Regions from separate parts of the Mus musculus genome. Here region 2 is linked to region 1. The links are chromatin contacts, called in public HiChIP or PLAC-seq maps. All regions are on one chromosome and are shown on one strand. The core of a region is the stretch at or near the end of the contact, and the rest is flanking DNA. Distances in the headings are between cores, read along the strand shown. Region 1 holds the start of 5031425E22Rik (RIKEN cDNA 5031425E22 gene). Region 2 holds the start of Nupl2 (nucleoporin like 2).

Evidence for each region. HiChIP or PLAC-seq counts read pairs in DNA pulled down with a chosen protein or histone mark.
Region 2: a FOXA1 HiChIP or PLAC-seq map of pancreatic cancer cells shows a contact between it and region 1. The contact joins the promoter of Nupl2 here to the promoter of 5031425E22Rik in region 1. A contact is called at or near these places in 1 of 39 promoter capture datasets (cranial neural crest) and 1 of 115 datasets of contacts at active chromatin or transcription factors (pancreatic cancer cells).

The regions. Positions count from the first base shown.
Region 1 is chr5:23,431,641-23,438,171 of GRCm38.p6, forward strand. It overlaps 5031425E22Rik (RIKEN cDNA 5031425E22 gene), which reads right to left and starts at 1,696. Exons shown (of 3, transcript NR_165300.1): 1 at 1,570-1,696. Kmt2e (lysine (K)-specific methyltransferase 2E) reads left to right here and starts at 2,824. Exons shown (of 26, transcript NM_026984.2): 1 at 2,824-3,143.
Region 2 is chr5:24,160,999-24,167,542 of GRCm38.p6, forward strand. It overlaps Nupl2 (nucleoporin like 2), which reads left to right and starts at 3,965. Exons shown (of 7, transcript NM_153092.4): 1 at 3,965-4,205; 2 at 6,345-6,544. The coding sequence starts at 4,079. Klhl7 (kelch-like 7) reads left to right here. Exons shown (of 11, transcript NM_026448.3): 11 at 1-233.

The DNA.
Region 1 (6,531 bases), core at 446-2,945:
TTTGGAAGCATACAAAGGATTCATCTCCATTTGCCTAAAAAATGGCCTCTTTCCCTTATTAACACAAACGGCTTCATATTTAGTTCTTTTTCTAAGGAAAAAAAAATGATGTTAGGATAAAGGAGCAAGGGAATTGACAGAGAAACAAAAAAGGTTATTCCACAATTATACAAAATGTCCATTTTAATAGATAAGCAGGAACAAAAAGCTTTGAATTTGTTAAACTCTTTGTAATACATAACTCCATTTAAAATACTGACTTTCGCTCATTCTCATTGTTACCTAATAACAAAAATGCTACAAACCAAATCTTGATTTCCAACTACAAAGAGTCTACCGCTAAAAATAAACATAAATTAACATAACCATGGCCCAGGTTAATGAAGTTTCTAGGCCTAGTAGGCATTCATTTTCTCTCAGCACCAAATACAGTGTTTTGTTGAAATAGTACCCAGGCAGAGCCTGTAATCCTAGCAATAGGAGGGTGGGCAGGAGTATGAGTTCCAAGCTAGTCTAGGCTATTAAATAGCAAAACCCATTCGAGCCCTCATTCCCATCCCTAAGTCCCACTAAAAATACGTTTTATGCTATTGCAAATGTGCTTTAAAGACGCAGGATAGAGAGCTTTAACGAATATTTACCAGAAGCATTTGTAATTCCATTTTTTATTTTTAAAAGGACGACAAAATGCAACGTGAAGTATAGAAAATGACCTTTCAGTTTCATACAGAACAAAATACTAAAATTACTAAGAATACTTATATTTGAAAAGGCAACCCTCACCAGTAAGATTACTTAAACTCTCTCACGGGATGTACAGACAGGGAGGGTAATGAACACAAAGAATCTAAGGAGAAGGTTTGACAGGGCCCTTCCGTTCAGACTGTGATGCAGTCCTTAATCGCTGTCTGCCTAGAAACCCTAAGTGTTCCTGGGTGTTATTCACTTGCTTTCAAACTCTGAGAATGCTGTAGTCTTCTATTCAGACCCCCCAAACTTTATGTTTTGTCTGAAATAATCAACACTCCTACCTGTGGTGCCTTCAGAGCCTAACCTGTCCTTGTTACCCATACCAGTGACACTCAGGGCCTCCTAGTTGGCTTACAGGAGGGAACTGCCACCTTACGTAAGCATACTTTGCAAGGAGAAAGGCAGATATAAGAAGGCGTCAAACCTTCTCCTCCACCAGTGGCTGGCACACCCCGAAAGGAGTGTCCTTTCAGGGGCTCCCCCCCCCCCCGCAGCAGTTCTGCTGCGGGGAGTGGGGGAGGGGAAGAGCTTTCAAACAGTCATCTCTTCCTCTTCGGGCAGCCAACGCCGACCGCACCACCATCTCCTCCGCCCAAACCCGGTCCCCTCCCCCGCCCTGCCTGGGTCCCCGCCAAACCCCACAGGAATGCAGCCGGTCACATGCGCTGCGGCGGCGGTGGACGTGCCTCTCCCCCCGCGCCCCAAGGAGACCCAGCGCCATCTTGCCCTGACGCAGTTACAAAAGTCACAGGAGAAATTGCGCCTCCACGGCCGCACCAGCGCCCCAAAGTCTCGCAGAGGCCGAGCCAGGGCCCTCACCTCGCGCAGGGAGAGGAGCAAAAGGTCGGGGAAGAGCCTTGCGACTTCCTTCGGCACTGCTTGGGTTCCACAGAAGACGCGGCGACAACGATCACCGTCATCACTTCTCACTCTCTGCCTTTGCAACAGCCACCCCCGACGACTCTGGCCCCACCCGCTGCTGCAGCATGAGGTCATCGTCAGCCAATCCCTACGCGCCCGACAGAAATCACCAGACGCCGATTGGCTGCCGACACCGCCTCTGCCTCTCCCCACTCCTCTTACGGAGCACCCAAGGTCGTGCTGCGGGCCAAGAAGACGGAAACCGCCATTCCGGGGAAAGGCCCCCAAAGCCAGATCCGTAATCGCTGTGTGATTTTAGTGGAGAACCCTGTTTTGTTCCTTGGCCTCCCCTTTTCGGTTCGAGAAACCAGCTCTGTCCCTCCCTCGTTTAATCACCGCCACACAAACGAACTCCCGCTCCCCGCCCAGCACACTGTCCCGCGGCGGGGAATCCTTCCCCGGTGCTAAGAAGTATAGGAGGCGGCGGCAGCGACTGCACCGGCAGCGGCAACGGCAGCTTTTACCCCATACACGGTGGCAGGGAGGCGGCGCTGACGATGGCTGCAATTTTTTCTGCGGCTTCTCCCCCCGACCTCTTGCGTTTCTCGCTCCTCCATCGAGACAGCGCGGGACTCGCCAGCTCCGCTTTTATCCGGTGCCCGGAGCCTGCGCACTGGAGCCTCCTCAGCCACTAGTGGGCGTCGAGTGACAATCCGACCGGGCTCACCCTGAGCTGGCAGGCCAGGCCGGGGGGAGGGGGCTGCCGGGACTGAGGCTGCTTGGGGGGTAGGAGCAAGTGCATCACCTTAGGAAGTGATGGGAGGGGGGTCGTCCCCGTCCCTGCTGTCATCCTTCTACCCACTAGTAGCATCCTCACGCTCACCTACATCCAGGCTTGAGGGCTACTCGGGGACAACGGGTAAAGAGCCAAGCCCACCAGCTAGCAAGACCTCCCCAACCGTCGGCGGATGGATGAATGCACCTGTTGTGGGAAAGACGGAGTGTCTGGCCAGCTCGCGGCCTCTAGCGTGACGTCTCCACGCCTCGGCGGAGAGGCCGCGTCGGGCCGCAGCCCATAACCAAGATGGCGGCGAGTAGCTTCGTCCCCTCCCCCCTGCCCCTGCGGAGCGGGGCGGGCGGGCCCCGTGCGCTTGCCGCCGCCGCCGCCGCCGCTGCCGCCGCCGCCGCCGCCGTCGCCGCCGCCATTTTCCCAGAGCGAGAAGCAGTGACACTGAGCGGGCGCAGGGGGCCGAGTCGGAGATCGAGCCTGCGTTCGGGAGCGGCAGCAGAGGGGGCATAGACACTCGGAGCAGCCTCAGCGTCTCCTCGTCATTCCTGCCGTGGCCCGCAGTGCCCGACTCTTGGGTTCCCACTGAAGACGCTGCGCGCTGCTGCTTGGGGAGGGGGTGTGGAGTCGGTTCTGCGACCGCAGTGGCTGTCGTCGGGGGTCGACCGAGCGCTGAGGTGTGGAGAACCTCGCCCGGGGTCGAGCCGATAACAGGGTTCGGGTGTCTGGTGTGTGACCATCACAGGTCAGTGCCTGTCGTGTCTGTGGGTGTCGTGGGGTCCACGGTGGGGGGACTTAGGGCTCTAGGGAGAGAGGGTCGCTGTCCTTCGGGAGCCGGGCGTCCACACTGAACCCCAGGCGCCTGTGCTGGGGCCACGTCGCTTGTGGAAATGGAATTTGTCCTTTCTCCTGCCTGTCCCTGGCACTGGGGCATTATGGCGGGTTTTGGGGTTGTGGAAGGGGAAACTGGCAGTTAAACCCCCTTGAGAGTGGGAGTTAGGGAGGGGGCGCCCTCCTCCCTGGTAGCGGATTCAGGCCTCCGGGGTGAGGAAGGAGGCTTGTGACTGGTGTCGGAGAGGTCCCGCGAGCTGCCAGCTCTCCCCTCCTCCAGCTGCATCTTGTTCGGGTGCAGAGAGAAGACGTTTAGGCCCCATTTTCTTCTTCCTGCCCTTGTTCCCTGCCATTCGGTGGCATAATGTTCTCTTAAATGTGAAAGGGGTTAAAAGAACGCCTTGGGCATCTCTCTTTGTAGGAGAGAGACCGCTCCTCATCCTCTCCGGAGAGGGTAAACCCGCCCCTAAGGTGGTCACCCCAGTCAGTACCCAGCCTTCGCAGTCTCCTCCCCCGCTCTTCTTGCCTTACTGCCGTCCTTTACTGTGCCAGAGCCTTAGAATCCACAATATGGCTCATTTCAGGAAAGCTTATTTTGACCGAAGGATTGGCACCGACGCGGTGGCAGCAGACAGAGATGAGAAACAAACGGTTCCCTGTGCTAAACGGGGGAGGAGGGAGAGAAAAAACAATCCTGGGTGCTTGCCTCACTGGCTTTAGTTCCGCCTAGATCCGCCCTATCTAGACTGTCTCTCAAGAATGATCAAATTTAAAGTCAAAGGGAAATCACTGGAGTTAGTTCTAAAGTAAATTTCGGTGTTGCTTATTTTATTCATCCTTTAGAGATGAAGATAATATATATGTGTTTGCAGTTCTGGAGACCTTGGAGAAGAATCAAGTGAGGTGCATTCAGCTCTAGGTTGAAGATAGCAATACCTAATTGGGAAACAGTCTCCCTTTCCCTTTAATTTCTGAGATGGAGAGTAAAAACTGTAATTTCCCTCTTTTGTCCTTTACAGATTCTAAAAATGGCGGCCCCAGGCTGATGTTGTGGTAATCTAATCAGCTCGGGTCCTCCACACCCCATGCAGTGCGTTTGTCTGCAGTGTATTACAAGCGTATTATGTTTACATGAAAAAGATTGGGCTTGCCCCCCCCTCCTCCAAGCCATTTACAAAAATTCGTCAATTTTATTGCAAATTACAGTGTTGTGTTATAGTTGATTAATTTTATTGGGTTTTCCTAAGAGGCAAATAAAACAATACCACTTTTGAAAACAATAAGACATTTGGCCTTGGAAATTTCATGGTCGGGGGGCTTTTAAACATTAAACATTTATTCGATGCAGATAATAGTCTGTGTTGACTTTAAATCGCCCATTTTTAACTAATATGTCAAAGTAAAATGTTTTGTTAAGTAGCCCATTTTGCATGATTGGGAATTTTTACCTTCAGTTAAACATTTCTCACTCAACTCCTAACTAATTTTGTATATTTTGGTTCTTGTATTCTGTTTTGGAGTAAAATTTAGGGAGCTGTACAAACAGACCTAAACCTGTTACTCACTGGATATAAGGATTCTTTTCTTCCTGTTTTTTGTGTTGCCTCTGTTTTCTCCTGTATTTAAAGCTTTAATCATTTCCAGTTGCTTGTATATGTGGTAAGGTGACACTCCGTGCTTTGCTGCCTCTTAAATTTGTCTTATTGCATACTATCATCATTATGTAAGTTAAAAAATAAGGCTTTGGTCTTCATTCCTTCCCCCATGCCCAGTTCCTTATTGGATTGGGGGATTTGTTGTGATAGTCCTTAAATAAAAGCATTTCTTAATAGGGACTTGAATCTGTTTTATGCCATCTTTAAAATCTTGAAGTCTGAGATAGAAAATTAAATGTCAGGTGTCATTCAGCTGTACTTTTAAAAGTGTGACTGGTTTCAGTTTATTTGCATCCTGGGAGGGGTATCTTTTTTCTAAATAGCCAGGTATGAGTGGGCCATTAATGGGTTGACTGATGATTCTGATTGTGTAGCAACTGAAAGATGAGTGCTTTTCAATCCAGAAGTACTTACAAAGGTCGGAGAGCACACACTCGTTCACAAGTCTTTCTCCTCTGTATAAACCTTAGAGCAGGGTTACTGCATATTGTGCTTATATGAACTAGCTGATGTAAGGTACATTCTACTAAATAATTGTGGAAATAATGGGATTAGGTAATTTTACATGCCAGTGAGTTTCATCTTTGAAGAGTAATCAGGTATACAACCTTTGTTAGAATTTTTGAAATATTATATAATAAAATGTTGGTTGGTAGTGGGAGAGTTTGTGTTAGAATTTGGAGTCAAGTATTTACATAAGACTCTGGATTGAGTTGTGAGTCTAAGCCCTAGGTATAGTGGATGGGCTCCATGGTTAAGGTTTGTGCTTTAGAACAAGGTGGGTACTTTTAACTTGATGATTGATATTTGAACTTCCTATCTAGTGCATGAAATTAGTGTTTTATCAATATATGTAGCAAGAAGAAGGTATATTGTCTATATATGCTATGGTTGTCTTTATTGATATTGGTCAGGTCTAGACACAAAATAATTGGCTAACTTGGTTTCACATAAAAAACATCAAGTTAGAAATTTTTAAAAAAAGCCTCCTTTTGGTTTTGTTTGTTTCTCTTTTGTTTTGAATCCTGTAAAATAACTTTTAAGTTATTTTAAAAATAACTTTTTTTAAAGTGTTTGTTGTTATCTTATTTTACTTTATAAACAATGCACCTCCATTAGGTTAGGATGGAAGAGGCAAATCTATTAACAGGTTCTGTGGGTTTTCTGTTCCCAGAGAATTTTGAAGCATTTGGACTCTTGGGAGGAAACTCACAAATAGCCTTTGCTCCTAGGAATAGCTAAGTTTGAGTGATTACGGGCTTCTTTGTTTGTGTGGATCTATAGAAAACCTGTGATTGGAGAGTAAAATTACTTTCTAAAAACTGACTGCAATTTGATGATACTTGATTTTTTTTTTTTTTTGTCATTACAAAGTATCTTTTTGATCCCAGTTTGAATTGAGAACTTTTGCCCATTTCCATTTCTGTCAACTCTGTATTTATAGTGGCAGTAATAGCTGTCTGTTAGTAGTGGTTATGGGTAGCAGCAATGCACCTATGATTCTAACTTGCCCTCACTTCTTCCAGCCAGAGAAGCTTCACATATACACCTTACTGATGAGGGCAACTATTACTTCTTAAATGAGTATCTTTATTTAGAAAAGTATTATACTCATTTCTGAGTATTAATGTCTTAAAGATGTATGAG
Region 2 (6,544 bases), core at 2,715-5,214, 730 kb after region 1:
ACCCATTTAAACTGTACTAATGTAGTGGCTTTTAGTATGTCTATATGCGGGGCTGGTGAGATGGCTCAGTAGTTATGAGCACTGACTGCTCTTCCAAAGGTCCTGAGTTCAATTCCCAGCAACCACATGGTGGCTCATAACCATCCGTAACAAGACCTGACGCCCTCTTCTGGAGTGTCTGAAGACAACTACAGTGTACTTACATATAATAAATAAATCTTTTTTAAAAAGTATGTTTATATGCACTGTGTACAGTCATCATTGTATTTTTCAAGTGTTTTCATAACTCCTCCGAAAGAAGCCCTGTACTTACTGTAGTCACTCCTATTCCCATGTGCTAGCTTGCTACACTGCTACAAACTACTGCTTGCTTAATGGATTAAACCAACCAATATATTTTCACTGTTTAGGAGGCCAGATGTCTCAAATCTGGCTTTTGGAGGATTGGGCAAAACCGCCACACACCCCATTCCCACCCCTGCTGCTGGTTGCCAGTAGTCCTTGACATTTACTTCTTAGTTTATACCTAGAGCTGCACTGCAGTCTTACACCTTCATCTTCTCATGGTCATTTCTTTCTCTTGTGTAACTATTTTCACTTAGTTCTTTTGTAAATAGCATTTATTTGAACCATTCTTTTTTTTAACTTACATATGAATGAATATATACCATCTGTATGCCTGGTGCCCACAGAAGTCAGAAAATGGGGTCAGATCTCCCGAATCTGGTTGTGAACCACCACGTGGGTTCTAGAAACTGAACCCAGGTACTTAGAAGAACAGCTAGTGCCCTTAACCTTGGAGCCATCCCCCGCTGGCCTGGAGTTAAGATACCCACCCTCTGCTTTCTAAATGCTGTGACTAAAAGTATGCACCACCACATCAGAAGGATTCTAGTACTTTGTCTTAAACCACTTACATCTGCAAAGATCCTGTTTTCAAGTAGAAATGCATTCTGGAGTTCTGGATAGATAGGAATTTTGTGAGGAACACTATTTAACCCAGTACACTCTTACAAACTCCAGCCTTAGACAACCTCCACCTCTAGACTGTAAAATGATCTTTTATTCACTTGATGTAATTGTCATCTCAGGCTCACTGCCTCTGTCTGCTAACCTAGGTGAGGTCCTGGAAGCTTCCAGCCTCCATACAATCTTATCTAGGCCTAGAATGTTTTCATCTTTTGAGACTTACTGCTGAACAAGCTCACCCTTTCTAGCTCTTTCTATACTCTGGCTGGTTCAACTTAGCTGTTCTGGCTCAAACTGATTCAATCTGGCTTCTCAGTCTCTGACTGTTGTAAATATTTTTATGTAAGATGTTGAAATTTGCACTATTTTAAAATGTGGCTATTTGAGCTGGGCAGTGGTGGCACACGCCTTTAATCCCAGCACTTGGGAGGCAGAGGCAGGCGGATTTCTGAGTTCGAGGCCAGCCTGGTCTACAGAGTGAGTTCCAGGACAGCTTAGGGCTACACAGAGAAACCCTGTCTCGAAAAAACGAAAAAAAAAAATGTGGCTATTTGAAGCTGGAGAGGTGGCACTGTATCTTGCAGAAGGACCTGGGTGTGGTCCTTTGCATCCACTCGGAGGCTCACGATCATCTACAACTCTAGTTTAGGGGGATTCAGTGCCCTCTTTCTAGCTACCTCAAGTACCAGGCACACAATGAAGCACATGCATACATGCAGGAAAACATGAGAAAAATTGTTAACATAGCTAAATTTTCTGATGACAAAATACTCATTTATTACACTGTAATCACACTGATAGAGCAGTTACCCCTGTAGAATAGGCAGCACTGTTAAAATATTTTGACTATATTAGCTGTTCTTTTTAGGCTGCTGATTAACTAGAACACATAACATTTTATAAAGCTTTCTATAAAGTTCCTTTACTCCTAATAACCTGTATCATGTTCCTAATAAGAACACGTCTTCCCCCAAACCAGAACTATCATTCACAATTCTAAAGGATAATGGGTAAAAGTAAACTATTCAAAGTATATTACTTCATATACAAATTGCTTTGTATTCAAATTTCTTTGTATATAAAGTACATTTCATTACTTTTTCAAAAAGTTCCTTTCCTATAATGTACTCTGCTTTCATTTCAGTAGATACTGGGTTTGTCAGTGTTCTGTCCTTTGAAGTGCTTTATTTTGATGATACATGGGTTTTACTTTTGAGAATCACAATTTGAGTATGAATGTTTAGTAGACAAAACTTGTTCCATATTATAACAGTAACTGTGGCTCTGTGGTCTAGTTTTTAAAACTTGTCATTATAGTGTCATGAAAATGTTTGAGTCATGAGGCATTTTAATACACCAATATCAAAATGTGCCATTTAATAAAGTTATTCAACTAAATCTATATTCTTTTTTGACTGTTTGCATTAGGTAAAATCCAATTTACTCCATCCAATATGGCACCAAACCAGTTCTCATTAAACTTCAGTAAACTGGTATTATGAAAGAGCATTTTGTGGGTTGCAGCATTAAATCCTGATTGATCCTTTTGAACCCCTTAATTTTTCCTCCAAAGATTTTTAAGGTTTCACTCTGATATTACCAGTTTTACTCCTTTTAAACATAACTCAATTTGTTGTGGGCGGGTGTGAAGATTCAAAATAGTGGCAGTTCTCACTTTGGTAAGCTGAGGCAGGAGGATGACTGAGACCATGCTAGATTACACCTACATATAGAGCTATCTAGATTGTGTTTCCTATTACTATGACAAACCCTGGTAAAAGCAACCTCAGAAGCATGTGTTGATTCTGGCTCACAGATTAAGGTACAGTCTAGCACAGCTTGGACGGGATTTCAACAGGAGCATGAGACAGCTGGGCACATTGTATTTGCAGTCTAGCAACAGCAATGGATGTTCAACTTGAATTTGCCTTTTTATTCAGTGTGTGCCCACTCCTTTGAGAATGCAGTCCTCATTAAGGGTACATCTTTCCAGTTCAACCTTTGTGAAAGCATCTTCACAGACATGCTCAAAGGTGTGTATCTATGGGGATCTAAGTCTGACCCTCCAAGTCCAGAGATTTGTGTCTATGGTGATTCTAAAAGTAATCAAGTTGACAGTATTTACCATCACAAGTGTTAGGATTACTAGTTAGAGTTTTGCTTTTGATCTCTCCATCCTCTAGCATAACCAAAATATAAAATGAGACTCAAGGTATACTTTGAGTCTGAGGAGTCTCTAAGCTGCCTTCAACTCTTAGTTTATCCCCATTCTCCAATTTTAATTTCCAAGAGCAATTTCATTTCATTGTTATATAATGTACTTGTTTTATACTGATACAGGGTCCTGCATGAGAACTGTAAAGATAATAAATGAAACGTAGTGGGTGTACGGTTTTGATCTTAGCACTAAGGTAGGTGGATTTCTGTGGGTTCGAGGCCAGCTAGTAAGACCGTATCTCAACAAAACAAACAAAACAAACAAAAAACAGTAAATTGGATACTTTCAGAAAACCTTTATCTGAAACTGCTCCTGAGGAAAATCGGGCTGCTTCTGTGTCGGTTTTACTCTTTGTCATTTTTCCTGATGAAATTTCAAAAGGCAACATTTACGTGAAATTTTAAGACATTACCGACTAAGAAACTAATAGATGCTTTTCGCCTGCATTGAGTCCTGTTTCCTGGTTACAGCTGGCTTTCTGTAAATAATCTCTCTTGATAAACAGATTTTTTTTCGTTGTTAAGCCCATTTTTACCTCCCCCCCCCCCAAGTAAATGTAAAGAACGAATGAGTCTCGCAGACTGTATACAGCCAACTAGAGGGTTGCTGGTTGTCTGCTATATCTGGTATTCTCTAGATTCGGGTCCGGGTTCAGGTCCGGGTCCGGGTCCGGGTCAGGGATCCAACGACCGCGTCCCATTTCAGCATACCCGAGCGCTGACAGCTCTGCTCTTCTTAAATCCCATTGGCTAAAGCCCACGCGGCTCACGGCACACTGGTCACAGAGCCTCTGGGCGCGGGGCGATGACGTCACACTAGCCGGGCCTCGGTTGCTGGAGCCTGGGCCCTCGCCGGCGACCGCGAGCAGGGTCGAGCTGGGACGGCGCTACCATGACCATATGCCAGTTTTTCCTTCAAGGCCGGTGCCGCTTCGGAGACCGCTGCTGGAACGAGCATCCCGGCGCCCGGGGTGCGGGCGGGGCTCGGCAGCCGCCACCGCAGCAGCAGCCACCCTCAGGTGACGGTCTGGGAGCCTTGAGCCAGGGCCACTTGCTGCGGACGCACACCTCCACCCCGGGCCCCTGCCCTGGCATGCGACGTCTCACCCCCAGTAGTTTGACAAGTCGTTTCTGATCGTCACACGTGGACAGGCGTTTGGACTTGGGTGCTCCTGTCAAACACTGCGTTTTTAAATTAGAGATATCTTCATCAAAACCTCCTTTTTGGTGAATGGCAGTGGTAGGGAGAATTCACGTGGGTTCATTCAGACCCCTTTCTCTACTCTTTCCCCTTCCTTGTCCGTGATCACAAGCTCTTAAAATCTGGGCTTTAGTTAGTAGCTTCCGACACTGGGTCAAGAACCTTACAAGTTTTGTGGAAAGGGTATTCAGGGGTTAGACATTAAACCAGCACAAAACAAGGTTTTAGAAGTCAGATAAATACGTTTTGTTCTCTTAATTTTGGAACCTAGTTTTTTGTTTGTTTTGGTTTTTAGGTTTTCAGAGATCGGCTTTCTCTGTGTAACAGCCCTAGCTGTCCTGAAAAACTCTTTGTAGACCAGGCTGGCCTTGAACTCACAGAGATCCACCTGCCTCTGCCTCCTGAGTGCTGAAATTAAAGTCATGTGCTACCACTGCCCAGTGGAACCTAGTTCGTGACGTTGTCAGTGGGTGCTTCTCTTTCCCCTTCTCTTTAAGGCTCCTCCAGCCCCTGTGTTCATGCTGGTTTCATATTTCCAGTCTTTTCGTGGAGGAGACAGATTGTATCATCTACAATGCTTCTAGTGAAAGACTCCAAATTAGGAGTCAGGTTCCGATAGATACTGGTATACTCCCAGGGACTGCTGAGAGGAATGTTTGCCATTTGGTCTCTGGAAACCTACTTTAAATGTAGTAATTTGCAAGTAAATGTTCAGTAGATAGATAATTAGGGGAAAAATACAAATAAAACTTTAGAATGAAAAGAAAGAAAAAGAATGCTTTGTAATTTTAAGGCCCACATTTGGGCCTTAAATACCTCTCTCTTTCCCTCTGCTCTGCTCCATCTTACGTAGCTTCCTGTTCCTCCTCCTGTGAGAGCTGGGCATATCCTATTCTGTCAAATTTTTCTCTGATTTGTCACTTTGTCTGGCACTCAATTAGATACCACTTTCAAACATAGCTGCTTCCTTCTACAGACTAACTTTACTTTCGATGTCTGAGATTAAAGCTGTGTACTAAAGGCATGTCTATTTCAGCCAGAGGAGTACTCTATCAGTCTGTTTTTAGTATATATTAAGTGATATATTTTCTAAATCCTAAGATAAATTACCTTTATCCTAGCATAAACTAGGAAGTGATAAGATTAAAAACAGTATCAAAACCTGAAACAAGTCCTATTGGCTTATTATTATTATTTTATGAGTTGTTAGAAATCTACGCTATACTTTACCTATTAGTAAGCTCTGCGATCTCTATATGAAGGATAGGTTGTGGGCATTGTGTCCACAAAGTAAAGACAGAGGCAAACACTTTTTAAATACCTATTTAAGGACAGAAAGTAAAATTTAACCCTTTTTATTATCCAGTTTATTCATTGTTCTCTTTCATTCATTGTCTCTATGGCCCAGTGCAGAAGCATACACACACATCCAATGATAGGTCAAATGAGGGCCTTGACCGAGCTGGGCTCACCGCAAAGCTTTTAGAGATGTTTAGAGTATTTTTTATTTATTCCCTCATGGTCAATTTAATAGGCTTAACACTGAACTCACCGATATGTCTTTATATTTCTATGATCACATTGATCTCACTTTGTTGTTGCTTTTTGTCAGCTTGGGTTTTGGGGTTTTTATTTGCTTTTTGAGATGAGGCCTCACTATATAGTTCTGACTGACCTGGAACTTAGAGACCTGCCTGTCTCTCCCTCCACAGTGCTGTGATTAAATTCTTACACCAACACACCTGGCCTTGATCTCATTTTTTAATATAAAGAGAACATTATGTGACTTGTTATAACATATAACAAACTATAACTCATAAAGGGATTGTCATTTAAAACTAGTAGAAAATAGCACTGTGTATAATGTCAAGACATAATAACATAAAATGTAATAGAGATCTTCAAGATTGGAAAAATTTACCAATTTTCTGATTGTTTGTTTTCTTGATTATTTTAGGGAATAACCGTCGAGGGTGGAATGCCAGCAGCCAGAGGTACTCCAACGTCATCCAGCCTTCCAGCTTCCCCAAGTCCACACCATGGGGTGGCAGCAGAGATCAGGACAAACCACCATTCGGCTCTTTTGATTCTGGGGCTTCTACCAGCAGAGGCTTTGGGTCATCTCAAAACCCTTTTGCTTCACCTCTCTCTGATGAG